Linked DNA regions of Mus musculus: region 1 is linked to region 2. The links are chromatin contacts, called in public Micro-C maps. All regions are on one chromosome and are shown on one strand. Each heading gives the region's core, a stretch centred on a gene start, on an enhancer-like site or on the middle of the called end of the contact. The rest is flanking DNA. Distances are from core to core; before and after follow the strand shown. Region 1 holds the start of Rnf220 (ring finger protein 220). Region 2 holds the start of Foxd2 (forkhead box D2).

Region 1 (7,156 bases), core at 44-2,543, 2.6 Mb before region 2:
GAATCCTGTGAATGGAGGTAGTCATGGTCACAGAAGTCTAGGTGAGCCTATTAGCTGCTCATTTAAAGAGCTGCTAATTAAACATTTTAAGTGTAATCACCACACAGGAACTTAGCTAGTACCTTTTGTTGAGAGTCTCACTCCTAGCCCTGGCTGGCCTAGAACTCCCTGTGTAGACCAGGCTGTGCTGGGACTTTCAGCAGTCCTCCTGCATCTGCCTCCTGGGTGCTGGGATTACAGGCATCAACCACAGAGCCCAGTTCTATACAAACTTAAGCACATGTTAAACATGAGAAAAAGGGACGAAAAAGTCACATCAGAATGGAATATTGGTCTCATTCTGGTTTAGACTATAATCCTGGGAGGTTCTTCGCAGGATGGATTATCCTCATGTATCCTAGGGAAGAGAAATTTTTTCCAGATGAGAAACCTGACTTTTTAGAAACCAAGCCACAAAACAAAGGAATTACTTCAGAGGCCAGGATTAGCTTTCAGCTGGGCTTTGCCTTCTCAGCGGGGCCTACCTGCCTTCCCTGTTAGCTGTGTACCTAGAAGTAAGTCACAAAACCCAGCCTCAGTTTCTTCTTTTTAAAAACTAGAAATATTATCTCCAGAATTAAAGGGCTAAATGAGATTGTGGAATGACATTTGGACTCATAGCTTGGGTCTTAGAAGGTTCTCAATAATGTTAATTCTCTATTTCCCCAATATATCTTTTTATACCTCATGAATTAACAATTTGAAGAGAAAGAACTATATTATAAACATCAGTGACACCAGGGAAATTTTTATTCACAAATCTGGGTGTTAAACTAGGCCCCTTTTCCTCTCTGTCTAAATGTCAGTTTTATTCATATTCACTTACAATTTTATTTTTATAGGCAAAGACCCAAAGTAATATTCAAAGCACTAAACATTCGAAGCACTACACAGCAGGTAGGATCTTTCGGGGGCGGGGGGTGGGGGGGAAAGGGTAGAGTTTTATGTTGGAGCCAAGGTTTGGTGGTCAGCGAGCAGCCCTGACGTCAGGCTTAAAAGATTTAGCCATTTCCCCTTGGTCACTTTAGTTCAAAAAAGAATCGCGGTCAGTCAGATTTCTCCGAAGGGAAAGGAGGAGAGATGTAAACAAAGGCAAAAGACCTCTCTAGTTTCCACTTGGGCGGGCCACCTAAGACCATCCAGCCCTCTAGTGAGGGCAGCCAGGGCTGCTCTCCCGGAGTGCCCGGGGTCTGGACTCCATTTCCCAGAGTCCCTTAGTACCCTAATGTATTCAGTGCTCAGAGTGCCTGTATGTGTGTGAGTGTGAGAGAATGTGTGCGTGCATGTGTGTGTGAGTGTGTGTGTGCGCGCGCGCGTGTGTGTGCGCCTCCGAGTCCCTGGGAGAGTGGAGGCTCATTCACTGATTAGAGCCAGCGCTGAGAGGCAGCACTGCTCTTCTCTCACACCAACAGAGTCTCTTGATCTGTACATGCAATCCCAGGCAGCTCGCGAGCACAAACCCGGGGCCAGCCGCCTGCTGCTGCTGCTGCTGCCGCTGCCGCCACCACCGCCGCCGCTGCCCCCGCCGGCTCTGCGCACCCGGGACTTTTCATGCACCACACTCTCCGTCTTCTTACCTTGGTGTCCTGAAAAGTGCGATCGTTCTCCCCAGGAATTTCCACGGCAAGTACGGAGCCCAGAAAGGGGTGTGGATGCGTGTGCGTACACAAGAGGGGTGGGCGCGAGGGTGGCCGGGTTGCTGAGGAACCTGGCTAACTTTCGGGGTTGGTCTCCCAGGGATTCGGGCGGCTCCCCTGCGACAGGGACAGGGACTGGGACCTGCACTGCCGCGTCTTAGATCTTGGCGACCGAGCCTCCTTGGCTGTCGGTGCCCGGCGCGCTCAGTGCGCTGCCTCACTCAAACTTTCCGTCTTGAGTTTTCCTTAATGTGTTTTATTTGGGGGGTGCAAGGGGGAGGGACCAGACGCTGGAATTGGACAAGTAGGGAGGGCGAGGGGGATAGCCAGGGGAAGGGAGCAGGACTTCTCCATCTTTTTATAAGCCCCATTTCCACTTTGTTTGGGTCGACCGCGAGTAAGCTCTCCTGCCCGGCTTCCCGGTGCACCCCGCTGTGATTTCCGCGGGCCCGGTCTGAGTGTTACTCAGTGGGGACTCTCAGGCGGCGGGCGGGATAGGAAAGGGGCGATCTGTTGAGAAACGATCCCAGCCGCACAACACATTGCCGACCCGGTGGGGTACCCCGCAGGCTCCGGAGCCTTGGGGTCCCCAGAGGCTCGGCTTACTTTTTCCTGACGAGGACGGGTGTGAAGGATGGAGAAGGAGAGCCGGGGGGTGCGGTGGGGGTGGGATGGGGAAAACCTCCGCCTGCAGGATGAAGGCAGGTGCTGCCACTGAGGTGAACCGTGCTATCTGTAACCGGTAAACTCCCAGCTCCACTGGGTTGGACTGGCCGGCCTTAGAGTAACGCGTTCCGTGCCGGTCTCCTGGGATTGGGGGTGGGGGGGCGGGATCCCCTCTTCCAGCGATTATAAGGAGCGAGGTGGGAGGACGATCTTGTAAAATCACGAGCTTGCTTTTTGTGTGTGTGGTGTTTTTTCTTTTTCTTTTTTTCTTTTCTTTTCTTTTCTTTTTTCTTTTTTTTTTTTTTTTTTTTTTTTTTTTTTTTTTTTTTTTTTTTTTTACATCTTCTACCTGCCTTAAACTGAGTAACAATTTCTCTTCTTCCGACTTGAGAGCAAAACTTTTCAGCGAGCACGCCGGTTGCTGCAGTCCTGCGGCCACCGCCGCCGCGCTCGTCACTCGGGGCCGAGCGACCTCCTCCGCCCGGCGGAGCCCGTCCCAGCCACCGCGCGCCGGAGCCTCCGGCCGCCCCCCCACCCCCAACCCGAAGCTTTTCAGGGCTCGGCCTGGGCGTTTCGCCTTTGTGTTTTGTAAGAGAAAGGCTTTTCTTCCAGGGCACAACAAACTTGGGCAGAGAGCTTCCGTATGGCCCCCCGGGCGAGGCCGCCCACGGTGGCGAGGCCATCTAGGGATGCGAGGTTCGTCCTGCGCTACAGTATCCCCGGCAAGAGCTCGAGGCCCGGGTGACCGTGGCCCGCCAGGGCGTGCTGGAGCCCCGAGGTGACGAGGTCTCGGGGTGTTGGAAAGCAGAGGACACATTCTCCCTTCCCATTAAGAACGCACTGCCTTCTCTGGTCCGGGTCACCGCTCTAGTCAAGGCCCCGGGGCCTGGGCCGGGGGGGCCGGACGCACATCGGGTGGCTGGAGTGCTTAGGGCCAGGGCCACCCGGATGGGGCGCGGCTCTGTCTGGGTGGCCTGTGTCGTCCCAGGTCTTTCTCCTGCGCCCCTTCGCTGCCCCAGAAGCAGCTGAAAGGGAAAGCACAGGCGCTCTCTGCTCACGACGTCTTGCAGCCACGACCTACCTCCCGCCTCCACTGTGGCCTCCGCCTGAGACGCATTTTAGGGTTTTTTTTGGGGGGGGGAATAAAAATAGAAGGAGGGCTAGCAGGAAGGAGGCAGTGAGTAGAACCGGGGGGGCAGCCGAGCTAGCTGGGGCCCTGCACACAGCCCCCCGGCTTTTCTCGCAAAGGGAAAATGAGCAAAGTGTAAAGGCAGAAAAGAGCGTGGAGAAAAAGCGCGCCGGGCGTTTCCCGTTCCGATTCCTCCCGGCCGGCGGAGCCCGGGGCTAAGTGGCGTGAGTTCCATCGCTGCGTTCCGGGGCCTGGAGGGGGAATCCGAGGACTCGGGTAGCGGCGCTGCACTGGGTCCCGGCACCGAGCGAGCGGGGGCACACCTGTTCTCGGGGTGTTGCTCCCGGGCAGCGACTGAGGGAGCCGTAGAGCCTCAACCTGCTGCACCCCACTGCCGCAGTACGGGAACCGCGGGGGCAGCGGAGCGGGGTGGAGGAGTCGGCGGCTGACGGCCGAGGGGCTCGCAGCCACCGCGCCCCGGTGACCCGCGGGGCGGGGCGGTGTAGGGCCTCCGGGTCCTAGGACTTTGCTCGAAGGCTGCTGCTTTCAGCCCCTGTCCCCAGGCCGTGTGAGCCTTCAGACCAGAGCTCCCGGGCTTGTGTTTCTTCCAGGACTGGTGCCTCGGTTCCCCAAAGTTAAATTGTTTTCAAGCGGAGGTTGTTAGGATCTTTGTACAAAGGCAACAGGGAGCTAGAGGGGTCAGGCCACGGAGTGTGGTGGGTTTGGCTCAGCGCTGACCCCCAAGTTTTTAATAGGTTTCTCCTTCCCGTCTTCTTTTCTCGTTTTCCCTAAAAGAGTTATTTTTCTTCTGGGTTGAGGCTCTTCATCGCTGAAATCTGCACCCGCACGCTCAGCATCCCCGCTTCCGCGTGCTCTCGGACCAGTGAGGCTGTCGCGGATTCGCATCCGATGGCCAAGCTAGAACAGGGTCTAGGTCTAAATGTGCCACCGGCTACCCAGCCAGTTCTCAGGCGTCGGCCCTAACCTGGGAGCTGTATTAGCATTATGCTCCCTGAACCTTTGCATATGGTGGTAAAATTTCTGTTAGGGAGGTGTTTCCACATACCCGTTGGGCATGTGTGCGGGGGGGGGGGGGTTCTCTTCAAGCGAAGTCTGTGAACTTAAAAAAAAATCTTTCCTTCGTTCTTCGAATACCCCCCGCTATTCTGGCCCCATTTCCCATTGTTCTTTGCTTTTTAAGTTGCCTGTTAATTTTTTAAAAGTTTATTTATGCAAAGGAAAATATCGTTTAATTTGTTCTATTATTTTAAGTCATGGCTTTTGGAAACGATTCAGAGACCACAAAAATGTCACCTGTTGTAATAAGCAGAGAAGCGTTGCGTGTGCATTTTAATTGCCAGCAGAGTCCTAGTTTGGTGGGCGCCCTGAGCTCGGCTCTGGGAAAGAGCTTGCTTTGTGGCAGTCATTTCCAAGTGGGTTTGGCTCTCAACAGCCAGCAGTAGCAGCGACACTGCTTCTTTGCACTGCCATCCCCAGAGCCGGGGAAGAGGTCCGGACCCTAGGCAGGGGTGGGAAACCGCTCACTCGTTGGGACTTTCTGTCTGGCTTTCGGTTTTTCTACACGAAAGTGGCTAGTTTGCACCAGAGAGCGCGGACCGCTACGCACCAGCCTAGTATCAGATAATTGCACATTCTAAAAGCCGGCTTCTTCATTTGTCTTGCTTCTGGCATGTTTAACCACGCAATTAGTAATCTCACTAATTATTCAGTTAGCCGACGTTTTGTAACTACTTTGAACCAAGGTCGGGTGTATGATTTAAGAAACAAACAAACTCCCACACAGAGAGAACTGAGCCAAACCCATCACGTCAAGGATTTGAAAATTTAAAAACTCGATATTTGTTGGTCCCTCTGTCCAACCTCACTGCCTGCTGGACAATTTATTTAGCTTCGTGGATTGATCCCTCCTCCTTGTTTAGTTAATTCAACAAAGACTTTTTGCAATCTGTTTGGAGTTTGTCTGATGCCGTGGAAAAGTAGCTGATGATTTATTTGGTTGCTTTTCGATTTCTGTCTTCAGCCCTTCTTTCTCCTCCTTTCAGCAGGGATGTCAGCTGTTATTACTTCCTATTGATCCCTTTGCAAAGTGAGAAGTGAACTAAAATTAATGTCAATTCCACTGCTCGGATCAATAGCTGGAGTTATTTTAATCTGGATTTGCACGAAGTGCTAAATTAAAAAAAATCAGCATAGAGGCAGAAAAGTACCAGTTACTTCCTATCTGCCCAGTTCTTCACAGTCACCCAAATGTACCATCAAGCTGATTATCTTACAATCCATATTTTTTTAATTAAGAGGGTCAGTTAGTTTTCTTATTTTGGGTTCTGTGTTTAAACCCATGACATTTTGACATTGGGAGTGTATTAACTATAGATTTTCATAATGACTGTGGTCTGCTGAAGCCTCATCTATACTGTTAATGTGAGGAGGGGGAAAGAAAGAAAAGGGAAAAGAAAAAACAAAACTCCCCCCCTCCCTTGCAGAGACCAACGCCCACACAGTAGAGTAAAAGAGATGTGGCCTGGAAAAATATTGTTGATTTATTTTCAGTATAATGAAGTTTTCAAATGAATTCGCAGGTTTGAGTGATTGACCGCGTCCTATTGGAGTGTCCGGTGCTGTCGCCAGATCACTAATTTATGAAAGTCGTTTAACATAATGAGGTGATCTAGGAAGTAAAGATGGAAAGTGAATCCTGGGGACAGTTATTTGGGGAAGAAGCATTCCTCCCCCTCACCCCTGGGGTGTCATGTCTGTCCTTTCCTCCAGCCAGCCTGCTATACTGAGGCTTGACAGACACGCGGTGTGTTCCTTTCTGTTCTGAAGAGCTGCTTAGACCCCTTGGAACAGCTCTGGACCCACGTTCCATGTTGTGGGACCATTAATCTGACTTGAAAACAGCCAAGAACAGAATTCCCAGACTTGTCAGGCTAACTGGCTGTCCTTGGCACAACATTCTCTACCCTGCTATAACTTGACAGGAAAGTTATTTAAAATTTGGAAGAGAGAAAAATCTGTTAATGTGAGATACATAATCTGGTAATTTGGTGTCTATAAGGAGAGATGCCAAGTGAGGAAGCTCTGATGGTGTCCACTCATCTTCTCAATTAATAACAGCCATTGACATGTCTGCTACAGGATGGGAGAAGGAAATACGCTCCTTGCACTGCACTAAGCTGGGAGGATTCGTCTGCAGTTTAACTGAGGGTTTTCTATCTGAGGGACTACCAAAGGTGTCCCACTACAGACATGGGCTTTTTAAAGGGGGGGGTCAATTTTATTTTTGACATGACTCAATTTATAAGTTGTAACAGATGGAAGTTTGGGTTATATTTTTAAGTTCTTTCAGTTTCTACTGAGGCTATAGATTTGCAGCTAGTAAGTCTTGGTTCTCATCTTATCCTGCCTTTTGATAATACAGTTCTTCCCCCCCCCAACCCCCATTAAATATATTAGAAACTGAATCAGTACTATGAAAATGTACAGCCTAATTTTATAAGGGAACCTGAAAGGAGTCTCTTTGAAATCCAGTTAGTTTTGGGGGGCTTTTATTGGACATCAGCTCTGCCTGGGCCAATAAACGGAGTGAAATAAGTCAGAGATTTTTGTTAACATTTTTTTTTTCTAAATGTTAATGGTAAATCCAAGGCAGTTTACAAATTTC
Region 2 (6,811 bases), core at 1,157-3,656:
TCACCAGCCCCCCAATGTTAGTTTTCTCTTTACTTATTGGGATGCTGGCAGAGACGAGCTGGGGAGGAGTAAGGATGTGGTTGGTGGTGTGGAGTATCTGAGTGGAATCTCGTGGGAGAGAGGGTACTCCATTAAGCAAAGCAAACTTGAAGTATGCAAGTGGTTGCCAGAACATTCCACTTCCAGGGCCACTAGTCTGTTCAATTTACTGTCCCTGTTTTGAGTGCTGGACCTATTCCTTTCCCCAGGAATACTTGGTTTATGCAGACCCAACACACTAAGTGATCCCCTTTTTCAGAGGTTCCAGAGGGGGCTTGGAGAATCCCTGCCTTCATCAATGAAGGTTGCAGTTAGATAAAGGGGTTCACCCATCCTTACATTTTGCTTACATTCAGCAAATTTCCTCCTCACTGCCTTACTCCCAGTTTATCCTCCACATACCCTCCATGCGCGCACATGCGCGCACACACACACACACACACACATTTCAGCACATGGTTTAGAGATGTTACTGTAGATGGTACTACAAGGTGGGAGACCACATTTTCCCTGACCACCTTCCCTCCCAGAGAATAGGGCACCCAGAGTCTACGCAATCAGTGGCCTTCGATGGCTACCTTTACATATTGGTCACACGGTAAATTCATCTTACTTTATTTACTTACTTGATTCTGAGTCAGGGTCTCATCTGAAGCTCAGGCTGGCCTAGAACTTGAAGCAAACCTCCCGCCTCAGCATTCTGAATGCTGAAGTTACTTAAGCAAGGGCTAACCATCGTGTCAGGCTTGAGGTAGGTGTTTTAAATTTTATTTTAGAGGAAGAGTCAGGCAAAAAGATTAAAATTAGCCAGGTGAGACAGCTGGAAACTGGTGAAACCAAAATTGGGATCCCAGCAGTTTAAGTCCCCCGGTCCTGCTCTTAATCCTGCGGTGCACACCAGGAAAGTAGGGCCCTGAAAGGAAGTTACCTAAGGAGGGTCACAGAGCGCTGGGAGTGCACAGCAGGTATTGAGGCCCCCTATGCTGGAGCCTTGGCCACTGTGAGGCGCTGTTGAGGCAACAGCCAGCCTCTGTCCAGTTCTTACCTTCTCCCAATCCCTTCCAGCCCCAAGAGGTTGAAATGGGCTCAGTATAAACCTGAGCAACTTGTTTCTGGGTCCTAGAGGAAGAGTAGGGAAGAGGGATAAAGATGGGCAAAAGAATCTGGCTAGCAGAAAAAGCATACTGGACCAACCTTCTGTGGAGAAAGTCCCCAGATAAAAGGGCAACACTGGCCCAGGGATGAGGTTAAGTTTCTTCGGGGGGACATCTCCGTGAGAGTTCTGTTGTAAGAGTCTCTAAATCCGGAAATTAAGAGCGGGATTGTTAGACTTAGGAACAAACATCCAGGAAAACTCAGTTTCCGCAGGATATGCACGGGGGTCAAGAGAGACAATTATAAAGATTGAGATGCTGAGACAAAAAAAAAAAAAAAAAAAAAAAAATCAATCCTGCAAACCCAAGCTAAGGACCTGTGGGTGTGCGGAGAATGCGGCGAATGCGGAGACGAATCACTAAGAGGAGTGAGAGCAGACGGTCTTCCTGGGGACAGTGGCAGGGCCAGGGCCTTGGAGGGGAAAGAGAGGACCACCGCAGACATTTCTCACCTATCTGAGTAGGATCTTCCGGCGCCCGAGTTTGTTCCTCTGGATCACTCTCTTCACTTGTCCTCCAGAACTCCCTTAGCCTCCAGTAGGTCCTTGTCCGCGGCGTCGGTCTGGCCATCTCGGCTCACTGGCGATCCATCCGCGCTTCGGCCCGGGTGGCCCGGGCGCCGCCTTGGGGAGATGAGGAGAGGAGGTTTGTAGCCACTGCCACCACCAGATGCAGCTGCGCCGGCATAAGCTTTGACTTCCAGTAACTGAGCGCACTGAAGGTGGTGGTGGCTCCAGGGAGCCACGGGGTTGCGGGAGCTGCGAGGAGAAGGATGACCCGCCTCCAGCCAAGCGAGCCTAGCTCCCGCCACCGCGGCAGTTTGTTCCCGCCGGGCCCGGGAGCAGAGGACCTCTGCCCGCCCCCTTCCTTCCCCGCCCCACCCTGCCCAGAGAGCTCCGCCCCGGGCCCACAGTTCTTCCGCCTTAGGCTGCCACCAGGCGGGAGGGACTAATCTCCTGAAGCCCCACTTATGTGTCTAGGGGCCCAGAAGCCCAGATTCGACCGAGTAACGGGCTGCTTTACTGCTCTTCTCCAGTGCCTGGTTTTCTAGTCCCGGGGCAGCACCGGTTGGGTGCGCCCTGCAGGGTGAAAGTCCTAGAGTTTCAACACCAGGGGGCGCTGAGGAGCTAGGGGACATCCCCTCCCTGTCCTCCGCCCCCTCCCCGCCCGCGCGCAAAACACACTGGTCGGAGAGGCAGCACGGCGGAGCCGGAGCCGCGGGCCGAGCGGAGCCGGAGAGCGGCGGCGGAGGAGGCGGCGGAGGAGGCGGCGGCGGCGGCGGCGGCACCATGACCCTGGGCAGCTGCTGCTGCGAGATCATGTCCTCCGAGAGCTCCCCGGCCGCGCTGTCTGAGCCCGACGCAGACATAGACGTGGTGGGCGGCGGCAGCGGTGGGGGGGAGCTCACAGCCCGCTCCGGGCCCCGCGCCCCTCGGGACGTGCTCCCTCACGGCCACGAGCCTCCCCCGGAGGAAGCCGAGGCGGACGTGGCTGAGGACGAGGAAGAGTCGGGAGGTTGCTCTGACTGCGAGCCCCGCGCTCTAGCGCCCCGGGGGGCGGCGGCCGCAGCGGGAAGCCCGGGGCCCGGCGTGCAGGCAGCCCGAGGCGCAACGGGGCCGGGGCCGGGACCCGGGCCGCCGTCGGGGGGCGCGGCGACACGGAGCCCTCTGGTGAAACCACCTTATTCGTACATCGCCCTCATCACCATGGCCATCCTGCAGAGCCCCAAGAAGCGCCTGACGCTGAGCGAGATCTGCGAGTTCATCAGCGGCCGCTTCCCCTACTACCGGGAGAAGTTCCCTGCCTGGCAGAATAGCATCCGCCACAACCTCTCCCTCAACGACTGCTTCGTTAAGATCCCCCGCGAGCCGGGCAACCCGGGCAAGGGCAACTACTGGACGCTCGACCCGGAGTCGGCCGACATGTTCGACAACGGCAGTTTCCTGCGGCGCCGCAAGCGCTTCAAGCGGCAGCCTCTGCCGCCACCGCATCCACACCCGCATCCTCACCCGGAGCTGCTGTTGCGTGGCGGGGCTGCCGCGGCCGGGGACCCTGGCGCCTTCCTCTCGAGCTTCGCCGCTTACGGCGCTTACGGCTACGGCTACGGGCTGGCGCTCCCGGCCTACGGTGCACCTCCACCGGGCCCGGCCCCACACCCGCATCCGCACCCGCACGCCTTCGCCTTCGCCGCCACCGCGCCTTGCCAGCTGTCAGTTCCCCCGGGCCGCGCCGCGGCGCCTCCTCCCGGACCTCCGACGGCCTCGGTCTTCGCAAGCGCGGCCTCGGCGCCGGCCCCTGCGCCTGCCCCGGGATCTGGCCCGAGCCCCGCAGGGCTGCCTGCCTTCCTAGGCGCAGAGCTGGGTTGCGCCAAGGCTTTCTACCCCGCGTCCTTGAGTCCCCCCGCAGCTGGCACAGCGGCTAGCCTGTCCACTGCACTCCTGCGTCAGGGCCTCAAGACGGACGCCGGCGGTGGTGCGGGTGGCGGGGGCGCGGGGACAGGCCAGAGGCCTTCCTTTTCTATAGACCACATCATGGGCCACGGTGGTGGCGGGGCCGCACCCCCGGGCAGCGGCGACGGTTCTCCGGGATCGCCATTCGCCGCAGCCGCAGGTCCTGGGGGTCAAGCCCAAGTCTTGGCCATGCTGACTGCCCCGGCCCTGACTCCGGTGGCTGGCCACATCCGCCTCTCGCACCCAGGGGACTCACTCCTGTCTTCAGGGCCCTCGTTTGCCAGCAAAGTCGCGGGCCTCAGTGGCTGCCACTTTTGACCGCACCGGGCTCGGGCCAGTTAGGCCCTCACTCCTTAACCTCTCTGGGGAGCTCGGCCGGTCCCAGCGGAATTCAGGGAGTCTATTTATGAAGAGTCTCCAGACCTAGGCCGTCGCGCGTTATCGGGCACTTCAAGCTGCAAGCTCAGAATGTCACCGGCAGTTGGGACGAAGCGGGCTCCCTGGCCTCCCTGATCTACGCAATAGGTTTAAAGCGGAGACCGCTTTTCTGTTTGAGCATCAAAAAGGAGAGCAGGAACCTTCTCTGTGTCTTGCCTTTGCGCCTTTCACAGTCAGAGAATGCTTTGGCAGAGATACGCCTGTCGGTTGTTGGATCGCGCCAGAATCACCCATGGCTTGAAAAAACCCACTGCCCCATTCCTTCCTCAACTTTGAGACCCGCTCATCCAATATTATAATTTAAAGACATCTGTTATCTGCTTTGTGCTTAAGAGAAATTTTCAAAAAAAATTTTTTTGGTTCCTTTTGCTGTTCTTCAAGGAAGCTGGTTCCCTCCAAGCCTAAGGCAGGCTCTTCACAGTCGGGAAGCTAAGAGAAGTGAAACGGGGTCTCCACAATCCTTGAAGAAACCGCAGAGCCCATTTCCCCGAGGAAAATGTTTTCTCTCTGGTGTTTGGCTGTTTTTTATTTTATTTTTTATTTTAAAAAAAGCCCTCTTTGGCTTTTCCCGTGGTCCATAGGCCCAGCCATCCAGGGCTAGCGGTCCTCTTGGCCTTCTCCTCTGCCCCAGGCCCTGTGATATTTATTGTAGTTAAAGGCAATGAGAGTGGGTGGGAGAAGAGGGTCTGGAGAGGTGGGAATTGGGTGGGCAAGGGCACAGAGCTGTGGCGGGGGGGGGGCTCCTATAGTTATATGTAAATATCTGTACAGCGGGCTGCCCCCCTCCCCAACGCATTCTCTGTCCACTGGTGTGCATTGATTTAGACTTCTCCACTTAGCGGAGACTCTGTGAAATCGTCTGATGGTCTGTATGGAAGAAAAAAAAATTGTCTCCCTCTCCCTCTTCATTGGTGTCAATTGAATAAATGTATGTGAACTTAGCAGCAGTCACCAGTTCAATCTGATTGCCCGAACTCCCTTGTCCTTGTCGAGGCTCTCCTAGAAGACCTCAAGCTCCCCAGCAGAGGGAGAGGGAGAAAGAGCTAGGTGAGAAGCTCAAAACTAAGGAAGCTTTGAGCTAGTCAGATGGTGGAGGGAGGCTCTAGACACTGCTGGGGCCTTCTGCTTCCAACTGGGCCAGGTCTCTGGAAGCCTGTGACCACTTTCATTTTCACTCTGGTACAAGGAAGGGCAAAAGCCTGGGGCTGGGCAGAGGGATTCTATTTTCTACTGCACCCCAGACGTCTCACCTTCTTCTAGTATAGATTTTAGTGTGGACTAGGCAGATTTCAGTGCTAAGTGCTGGAGCACTGTGGCTACTGAGTACTAGTCCATGCCTCTTGAATCATATTTTGTATGACTCTCCTTTTTCTGTGTGTGCAGGAGCTTTTCAATGAAGATTTTGGTGGTTTGGTTTTGTATTTGTCTTGGTCACCCTGGGATTTTTTGTTCGTGTGTGTGTGTGTGTGTGTGTGTGTGTGTGTGTGTGCGCGTGTGTGTATAAGGAGTGTATTTCAGGCATGTTTGAGTTTTTGTTTCTATGTGTGTCCATGAATATGTGCCATGACTATTAGTCACTGTCTAATAGGAGGGCATTTCTTTTGGCCCCTAGAGGGCCTTTAGAACCCCCACTCCCACACACTTCTGACAGTGGAAGGCTTTATTTAGGGACTGTACAAACTGAGTTAGAAAGCTCATCCTCACCCAGCTTGAGTGGGCTAGAGGATATGATCAACTAAACAGTGAGGGGGGTTCACTCTGTTAGGGCAAAGGTCTTGGTTCCTGGAGCCATGTTCACAGCCAGGAACTCCTGCCTCCTGGTCGGATTAAGACTATCCACGGTGCATTGGACCCTTGTGCTCTCTGCCTTGTGCTTGAGATTCCCAATAGCTAGATCTGTAACCATTGGGGGTGAAGGTAATGTTTTGGGTGAAGTGGAAGGTGGTTATCCCTTTTCTGTATATTCCACTGAGTTTGTAGGCGAAGCATGTGGGAGTGCAGGAAGAGGCAATTCTTTCAGCCTTTACAGAAAACTGACAGAGTCAGAGCAAAGGCTCTGTTTATCTCTTAAGTGAAGATAAACAACAGAGAAAGTAGAAGTCAGTGTCAGAGACCCAGATGCAAAGAACTTGGGGGTGTGGACAAAATAAATTACCCAGAACTCACTAGTATCCCTTAGCTGACAGGGAAAGAAGGAAGAGGCGTGCAGTACATCAGGATTCGGAGGGGAAACACTGGAACTGGGGAGGGATTGTTGAGGTGTCACTAAAGGTCTCCAGGGAGACAAGGCTCAGGTGTGAGTGGTGAACATAGTTCTGTCAAGATGCCAAGAGTCTCCCTCCCCCATCTCTGAAAGAATAAGAGGTCAGGGAGATAGAATGCTACCTTCCCACCATCTTACCAAATAGACCAGAAACTAGATTAGCTTCAGAGGTCTGGATTGAGAAATATTCTCCAGTACTGGAATAATGGTCTCTGACCTGCTGCTTCACTGACTTGCATGGCTCCAAATTTGATGAGTATGGTTTTGTTTCTTTTTACTTGAGTAGGGGTGTATGTGAATGTGTGTGTGTGTGTATGTGTGTGTGTGTGTGTGTGTGTGTGTGTGTGTGTGTGTGTACAGCCTGGGGAAATTGTTTTCTCTGGGAAAAAAAAAAGACCTTTCAACTCCACAAACCTCTGCCATGAAAATTAAATTAGTTTGGAATATTAGATTCTACATATTAGTTT

Evidence for each region. A called contact is a pair of places that touch in the nucleus more often than the background predicts.
Region 1: a contact with region 2 is called in a Micro-C map of embryonic stem cells, with 5 times the contacts expected there. The contact joins the promoter of Rnf220 here to the promoter of Foxd2 in region 2. A contact is called at or near these places in 1 of 39 promoter capture datasets (hippocampal neurons) and 1 of 484 Hi-C or Micro-C datasets (embryonic stem cells).

The regions. Positions count from the first base shown.
Region 1 is chr4:117,491,189-117,498,344 of GRCm38.p6, reverse strand. Rnf220 (ring finger protein 220) reads left to right here and starts at 1,293. Exons shown (of 15, transcript NM_025739.3): 1 at 1,293-1,662. It overlaps Gm12827 (a long non-coding RNA gene), which reads right to left and starts at 2,608. Exons shown (of 5, transcript XR_868034.2): 1 at 1,617-2,608.
Region 2 is chr4:114,904,493-114,911,303 of GRCm38.p6, reverse strand. Foxd2 (forkhead box D2) reads left to right here and starts at 2,406. Exons shown (of 1, transcript NM_008593.3): 1 at 2,406-5,024. The coding sequence starts at 2,483. The coding sequence ends at 3,961. It overlaps Foxd2os (forkhead box D2, opposite strand), which reads right to left and starts at 2,047. Exons shown (of 4, transcript NR_030721.2): 1 at 1,646-2,047.